Linked DNA regions of Urocitellus parryii: region 1 is linked to region 2. A link is a contact called in public Hi-C data. All regions are on one chromosome and are shown on one strand. The core of a region is the stretch at or near the end of the contact, and the rest is flanking DNA. Distances in the headings are between cores, read along the strand shown. Region 1 holds the start of Hlx (H2.0 like homeobox). Region 2 holds the start of Dusp10 (dual specificity phosphatase 10).

Region 1 (3,995 bases), core at 1,475-3,974, 750 kb after region 2:
AGTTCTCCCTCACCACTACCCCACCCTCCTCTCCTCCTGCCTCAATTTTGCAAGTTCACAAAACCTCCTTTAATTCAAGACACTGTGTTTTGATTTCAAAAGGTGAGTTGGTGGGGACTGAGGGGGACTGAGGAGATAGGATACGGGCTGCTGCCCGCCCACCCCGTAGGGCACTATGTGCTGGATCCCTGGCTGACTTACCTGTGCATCTGTGAGGCCCAACATTGCTGCCAGCTGCTTTCGGTCTGGCTTGGTCACGTACTTCTGGATCTCAAACCTTTTCTCCAGGCCTTTCCTCTGCAGGTTGGAAAAAACTGCGCGCGACCAAGACCGCTTCCTCTTGTATGTCTGTGGCATGGTGTCCTTAGTGAGCACAGCATAGGGACCTACCACGGAGTTGGAGCAGAAGGTAAGAGAGGGAAGAGAGACAACTGCAGGCCTGTCTCACTGGGCTGCTTAAAAGTGTTTTGTATTAACAGTTGGCTCCACACTCACTGAATGGCCTTTCCTAAGGAGGAATTTCACAGCTCTTAGAATGATAGTCAGAAAGCTTAAAGCAAGGGTGGAGTGGGAAAGCCAAGTAGCTTGTCAATCAACTCCAAGAAAAAAATAATCCTAATATTTGGGCATGCAAAGAGTAGATTAAAACATCCCTGAGACATCAAGGATCTAGGGATGGCACCCCTAAATTTTACTTTGTGTATGTACTCCCTCATGTGCCGACGCATTCAAAACCTCTTAAAAGCAGGAGTGTTTGAAGTTACCCCCCAAATGTGTGTATTTTAATAAGCAACATCTTTTGAGGCTTCATTCACAAATCTATCCTTAAAAAAAAAAAAAAAAAAAAAAAACTAGGGAAAACCCCCACCCAATGACCGGCCATTGCACACACTTTCTTGCCCCCCCCATCCCCTTTCCCTCCATTCTCTTCCACTCTCAGCTGTCTAAAGCAAGCGCTAGCTCTAGCTTGAGGAGAAATCTTCCTCATTTCTTTCTCCAGACTTGGTAGCCTCTCCCACCCCAATTAAAGAATTGCAACACTGTGTCTGCCACTTGAGGAATCAGTCCTGAGATTTCTGACAGTCACATGTCCTGCTGCTTGGGCCATAATTCGAATGTTTTTGGTACCTGGAAATGTGTCTTGGAATTGATGCTGAACTGAATTTCTTGGGTTGGAGCTTAAGGGACTGAGGATGGCAGAAGCCTCATTAATAGGATCTAGAGATGCGAAGAACTGGCCAGCGGAGGGTTGCAGGCCTGGAAGGTGCACTCCTGCAGGTCGTCCACCAGTTAGCAGGGATGTGAGATCTGGGAACAAGGAAAATAGTTGGTTACATAGGCAAATGCACACTCTTCAGAGATTTGTTCCTGTTCTTCCCCACACCCTGGATTCACTGGAGCAAGTCCAGAGAGACCCCTCTCTCCATGAGGAAACCTTCCCTCCCCACCACAGTCCCCAAAGAGCAATGCTGGGAATGTTACTGTGTGTCCCTCATGTCCACACCCACATATATGGCTTTCCATGAAAACAGCCTTAAGGAAGTCACATTCAGGAGACTTCCAGGAATTTTACAGACCCCAAATCTCCATCCCCACTCAGCTGTCTACCCTCAAGGGTCAATTTTATTTATCTACATTGCTTGGGTAGAATATTATGAGAAATCAGATAAATGAATTTGTGTGTGTGTGTGTGTGTGTGTGTGTGTGTGTGTTGCTGGGGATGAAATCAGATAAATGGAGAGGAAAGCTGTTCCCCAACAAGGCTCTCCTAGACAGAAAAAAATATATAGTTCTCTCTCTAAATACGGTTCATAAGACAAAGTATAGTAATTTTTGCAAACATTTACACCGACCGTTATATGAATATTCATTCTGTATCTTGTGATTTTGAAGCATCCCAGGCATATTTTTTTTAACCAGAGAGTAGGTGAGTTTTAGACTTAATGTTCTGTAATTTTCTTATGATTCGTTTTCTTCTCCCCTATTTTACTGAGTGGTCCTTAATTATAAACACACTGAACCGCACCTCCTCCAAAACTGGCCTGAGGCCTTGGGAGTGGGACAAGGTTGTGATCATGGAGGCCTGAAGTCTTCCACCAAAGACCTACCTCTCAGGGTGTTGCCTTCTTTGACTTTGGGGTCAAATTCTGCAGACAAAATACGGTCAATTCCAAATTTGAGGTCTTTGCTGGAGGGAGCCGGTGTCAAGCCGCTAGGGTGCGGGATCACACGGGTCCCCGAGGCCGAGGTCTGCAGGGAGCCGGCCCGGGTAGGAGGTGCGGGCTGTTGCTGTTGCGGCGGTTGCTGAGGTTGTTGCTGAGGTTGTTGCTGCTGCTGCTGCTGCTGTTGTGGGTGATGGTGGTGGTAGGCAGCTGAAAGTGGAGACAGCCTCTGCGGGAAGCCAGCCGGGACTTCGGAGGGCGCCACCACCGGGGTGGGACGGAGCGGGGATCTGGCGGCAGCTTGAAAGGAGGCGTGCGGGTGAACCGAGCCCAAGTGCGCGGTTAGGGCGGCAGCTGAAGCCCCCACCAGTCCCTCTGGAGCCGTCCCTGGATCCCCCACGCCGGCGTGTAGGATGTCTGCGATGCAGAAGGAGGGTTTCTTGACGGCGGCAGGGTCCAGGGGGAAGGAGCAGCCACCCGGGCCGGCCGAGGAGCAGTAGGCGGCCGACCAGAGGCTAAAATTGGAGGCATAAAAAGGAGCCAGCCCGGCCGCGAACATACTGGCCGGGTGAGCCGCGCGGCGGCCGCTGTCGGGCCTGACCCAGGGAGTGGGTGAATGGGTGGGTGCGCGGGGAGGGGCGGCGGCCCCGGGGAGGACGATCCGCTTTCGCTTCTCCGCCCGCCCTGAAGAAGAGAGGCCGGGAGCCCTAGCGCCTCGGACGGAGGAGGCGGGGGCCAGATTTTGGCCGGTCACCGTCTCGGCCCCGGGTCTTATGTCAAAGGCGGCGCGGCGCCGGCGCTCCTCGCGGGACAGAGGCGAACACTGAGCGCTGGAGCCACTACTAGGCGGGAGGGGACCGCGGCTCGGTACACGCGGGAGAAGCCGGGAGACAGGGGCCGGTGACCGAAAGAAAAACCCGAACAGCTAAGCCTAAGAGCTAAATTTAAAACAACAAAAATAATCCGTTAGTTTAAAAAAAAAAACCGTATTAAGAGGAGGAGGGGGGGGAAACAACAAAAAAAAAATCTCCTCTCTAAAAACTCCCCAAGTTTTGGCAGGAGCTTTCGAGTCAGACCCGGGGTAGGACCTCGATCCAAGAGCTCATTGGCTCTCCCCGTAACCAATGGGATACAGGCGTGGAAGGGAATTGGGAAAGAGGGGGCGTGGCCCGACCTCAGCCACGCCCCCGGCCACGCCAAAGTGTTTTCAGCGGCCGCGTGGGCTGTGCAGGGTCCTGCGAGTCCCTCAGCTGCGTAGAGGCTGGGCGGCGGCTCCAGCGGCAACTAATTTTAACTTCTGCAGCTCTGACCGCCACCGGGCGAGGAGAGTTGATAACTGGAGCGCTCGACCGCCGGCCCAGAAGGGGGAGAGCTGGTTCTCCTGCACTTTATCCGGTGCACAGTGTGTCTCCCGGTGGAGAACCGCGAGAACTGGCGGTCCCTTGGATTCCCTCCCCCCCCCCTTTTTTTTCCCTCACTCTTGTCGGATTTTTCCTTCACTTTGTTTTTATCCCAACAGCCATCTTTCCTGGGCCTCTGCCTGGATACTGCGGCTCTGAGTCGTGGCCCAACTCACCAAAGTGTCCGCCTCGCTGCCTCCGGGGAGTCCTCAGAGAAACCAGGAGGAGGGGAGGCCGCGAATTAGTTTTATTTTGAACTGTCACACGAATGACAACTTGAACTAGTGACTTTTCAAACAAAATAAGATGGATGGCTCCGAACGACTCCCTAAGACACAGCAACGCTTCCCCGGAGCCTGAGACAACAGCCGACCTCCGAAACCCGGGAGTACAGCAAGCATGTCCCCTCCTCTGCTGTACCTTGTAGGAAATG
Region 2 (4,383 bases), core at 959-3,458:
GAATTTTCCCAGAATCAGTGAACATTTTTTTTTCAATAATTGTATGTGCTTAGGAAAAGATTTGTAGTTTTTCAGCTCCAAATAGATCCATGGTAGATCTTTCCAGGAAGTTCTTATCTGAGTCCTAGGGAAATTACCTAGAATCCAACTTTCCTGGCCACAATTTGCTGAAATTCAAAGGTGCAAGGACCAACTATTGGGAGCTGAGTACTCATTAGTTGTCATTAAGGGAATGAATGTGTGTGTGTTGGATTGTGCATGAGGAGGGAGCTACACAAAATCCCATCCTATTTAAAGAGATTAGATACATCTGATGTGCATTGAAACTCTGGTGTGTGTGGGAAGATGAACTGTGTCTATGCCTGCATCCATGTGCAAGTACTCAAGGGGATTTCTCTTAAAACACCTCAACTGAGGATAGTTGGCCAGCAATGGCTTAGCACTTTCTGATTTTAGATCTTAACTTTAAGGATAAGTCCCTGTCTCTTCATATACTTATTAGACCTGGCATCTGAGGTACCCCTCCAAACATTTCCAATTAGATCAAAGAAAAAATCAAATATTGCAGAGTGTTCACAATGTATTATTCTATTGTAATTATTTCAGTATTTCCCCTTTTCTCTCTGAGCAAAGAGGAGACAAAAAGGGGTGGACAGAAGAAGCTTTTCAGTTCTTAAAGATTCTTTGATGTAAACTCTTTAACAGTTCATCTGGGCTTGTCCACTCCTTTTTTTATTCCAGGCCAAATTTCTGCAGTTTCCCTGAGATTTTTCTGTTGAAGCGCTAGGCAGTTTACCCAGCTTTCCACTTTTCTTCTCGAGATGCGTACGGAGGCCTGCGAACTCACTACCGGCAAAAGTCCAGTGAACTGGGAGAGGCGGCGTCGCCTCCTCCATGCTCCTCCAGCTCCATTCAATTTGGCTATTTACTCTTGGCTCTGGCTTTTTTCTGCCCGCACTGGCTGTTCCAGAAGCGCCAGGCTGGCGGTCCTTGGCTCGCCTGTAGCTTTGCGGGGTGGAGGAGCGACGGCCGAGGAGCGGAGCGCGGGTGGCCTGTGGGCCGCCGGCACAGCTCCGGGACCCTGGGTACAGGGAAGAGCAGGAGCAGGCAGCCTGCAGGGGCCTAGGCCGGGCTTCGGGGAAGTGTAGCGCGCGCGACGGGCCCCGGAACCTAGGGCTTTGGGGGATGGTGCAGGTGCTGTAGCTCAGAGCGCCGCCACCTGGGTGGCCTCTGGCTTTTACCCAAGCCTTTTCCTCCAAGCAGCCCTCCCGAGCGTCGCCTGTGTGCTTGCAGTCAAGCTCCAGGGGCCAAGCCGGGGATGGCGGCGGCGTAACCGGGGCTGGGAAGAAGGGGAGCCGGAGGACAACGGGCTGCCGCAGCGCCGGAAAGCAATGGGGCAGCCGGAGGGGCAGCGACATCTGCGGGTCAAGGAGCGGCCGACCAACTCTGCGTGGTCGCGAGGCTGAGCGGGGGCTGCCCGAGGACACCGGAGCGATGAGGCTAGGCGGGCCGCACTTCCCTAGGGCGACCGGCGGGAGGAGCAGCGACGCCCCTTGCCCCGCGCCCCTGGCTACGCGCTCACACCCGCCCCAGGTCTCAAAACTCGGTGCTGTCCGTGGATCTTGGGCTTGGGTTTGTCCGGTCACCTCGAGCGACTCGGAGAACCCGGCTTTCCCATTAGGAACGGAGATTACGCTTTGTCCCTGGCTTTTAGAAAGTTAGTTCAACACTTTGGATCATCAATCCTAAGAAGGAAAAATAAAGACATCGTGGTCTGCCTCTGAATGGATCGGTGTCGGAGGATTCCCGAAAGTAGAGAGAACCAGTTTTAGCCGGCGCGGCGAGCGCTGACCACTGACACTTCAGCCCCGGAAAGGGTTAATTGCATCCTGCCGGGTCGGTTTACATGTAAATAGAGAGCAGCTGCTCCGCGCGGGCTCCGACTGGCTCTTATAAGTTTTTGATTGGTTGCCAATGACATCACCTCCCGTGTTATAACACAGAGGACCCGAAGCGGCGTCGGATCAACCCTCCTTAAAGGGACGAGGCCACGCCTTCAGCTCCTCCCCCTCGGTTGCCCATTGGCTGTGGGTCTCTGTGAGGTAGCGGTCGTCTTTCTCCGGATTCTTATTGGCCCAACGCGCCGTCGTTCGAAGGCCGGCCTGCCCCCTCAGAACCTTACATTTACAGTGTAGCAAAAGAGAAAGTAACTATGTTGCTGCTGGAGATCAATGAAGCCAAGTGAATGGGGGCTGAATGTGCCAGTCCTTAGCTGAAGCCGAGCGCCAGATGGTGGAGGGCTACACTTATTTATGAAGTAAGTGGAAGTCACCGCAGTTGCTACTCGGAGCCCAGGAGTGGAGGTGGAGGATTGTAAAGCGGTGCGTGTTTATGTGCGTGCGCGCGTGTTTGTGTGTGTGTGCGTGTGTGTGTATGTGTGTGTATGAGAGAGAGATAGAGAGATAGAGAGAGGAGAGAGAAAGAAACGGAGACAGAGATGTGATGCTGACGGAGGAGCCACAGCAGGTAAGATTATAAGGTTCGGGCTGTTGGCTCCCGTTGCCCTGTGCGTTTTACTCTCTGCAGTCTACTTGGATTTGGGGTGAAGCAAAAATGAGGTTTGTTGAGATGCTTTGCGGCAGTTTTAAATGCCCGGGGCTTGTGAGTGCGCTGTATGGCTAGGGAAGGGGATGATTAGTGCCTCTAGGAGTGGGAAAGGAGCATTCTCTAACCACTTAATTTTCTCTCCAGCCCCTGCCCAGTGGTGGAAGGGAGACTAACAAGGGAGAGGGGATAGCTCAGTATTTCTCCAAGAGATTTCCTGGGCCAGACTGAATGGTTTCACAGGCACTATACACGCCCGACCCTCTGCTGCAGAGATGCAGATTTCCCTATACACTCAGTGCGTGTGTGCGAGCCACGCACTTTGGTGAAGGTGGGGGGTCCCCGCGTGTGTCCCTTTGAACGTTTCTTGTGTCCCTCTCAAAAGAAGTGGACTGCTGATCCTGGACTACCCTACTAGGTAACAAAATAGCAAAGACTTTTACCGCTCGGTCCATCTGGGAAACAGTTACAGTTTCTGGAATAGTACTCGCTCTTAAAAAAAAAAAATACTACGCAAGGGAAGAGGGAGGGAAGGGAGTGGAGGAGGTTGGAGGTTGGAGGTTGGAGGTTGGATCCTTTGCTCCCATCCAAAGGTGGGTGAGAGAAACCTGAGTCTATAAGGATATGCTGGCTGGCCGGCATGGTGGGTATTGCTCCTGTTCCTGCGTGTGTGGATTCTGCCTGTGACACTTTGGCTCTGTGTCAGAGAATGGTGAAGATTGTGTGTGGACGAATGATAGATGGCATTTTTCCAGGCAGCTCTTAAAGTTCGTTTTAAGTGAGCAGCTTGGGATTTGGTTTCTTTGCTGTATGCATGTCTACTAGAAAGAGAGAAGCCAGAAGGGCTGTGTTGTACAGTGACCCTGTGCCTCAAGGGAGGAAGGAACTGTCCCTTTTCAGGCACCTTCTGAAGTAGACCCAGTGGGAAACACTTCCCAATTAGCCTGTCTCTGTTGAAGAGGGAATTGAAGTCCTCTATATGGAAGCCATACTCTCACCAAAAGGGGGGGGGGGTATCCGTTTGGGATTGAAATTGATATAAATCAGCTGCTCCAAGTGAGAGAAGCTCTAGGATACAAAGCCTGTGCCAATGCAGGAGATGAAGAGGGAAGGAGACTCCAAGGGGTCCTTTTCTCAGAGGAAAGAGTGAGGCGAATGTGGGCAGGGAAGCAATGGTGATGGATCTGCTAGGGCTGAGGTTTAGAGACTTGGCTTTCTGGCTTGAGACTTCGTTTTAGGACACCAGTTTGTAGTAAAAGGGGGAAATGCAGACTGATTAATAAGAGGCTAACAGGAAACATGTGGGGTTTTAATATGGCTATGTTGTGCTTTTCAAAGGACCTAATAGAATGGAAAGCAAGAATAGCTCCTAGTTAAAGAGACACTTACGGGGATAATTTCATTCTGATTTGCAGAAGGCTGACATCCGCCCTGATGTATATTTAGATGCTGTATATTTCTGTGAGCCATGCCAATGCTCTTGGTCATCTCTTTGCCTTTGCAGTGGGTGAAGGAATTAAATGGAAAGCATGCAAGGGTGAACAGATGAGTTTTTTTCTCAGTCGCAGTATACTTCTGCCCAGGAGATGAGGCCCAGAATAGATGCCTCTTAAAAACCTTTCTTTCTGTCTTTAGCTTTTCTAATTCTTTGTGCTTTTACCTTCTCTAAGGCTGAACTTTGATGTAGTCAGGAAAAGGTTGTTCATTAACATTTCCAGTATTAAGGCTAATATAACCTTACACTCAGCAACCAAATAGACGGGGACCTCAGGTTTGCAT

What was found. A called contact is a pair of places that touch in the nucleus more often than the background predicts.
Region 1: a Hi-C map of muscle shows a contact between it and region 2, with 5 times the contacts expected there. The contact joins the promoter of Hlx here to the promoter of Dusp10 in region 2. A contact is called at or near these places in 2 of 2 Hi-C or Micro-C datasets (liver and muscle).

What each region holds. Positions count from the first base shown.
Region 1 is chr9:98,919,641-98,923,635 of mUroPar1.hap1, forward strand. It overlaps Hlx (H2.0 like homeobox), which reads right to left and starts at 2,725. Exons shown (of 4, transcript XM_026387982.2): 1 at 2,109-2,725; 2 at 1,129-1,308; 3 at 202-386. The coding sequence starts at 2,721.
Region 2 is chr9:98,174,439-98,178,821 of mUroPar1.hap1, forward strand. It overlaps Dusp10 (dual specificity phosphatase 10), which reads left to right and starts at 2,209. Exons shown (of 4, transcript XM_026387985.2): 1 at 2,209-2,317. It overlaps LOC113182182, which reads right to left and starts at 2,067. Exons shown (of 1, transcript XM_026387988.2): 1 at 468-2,067. The coding sequence starts at 1,418. The coding sequence ends at 699.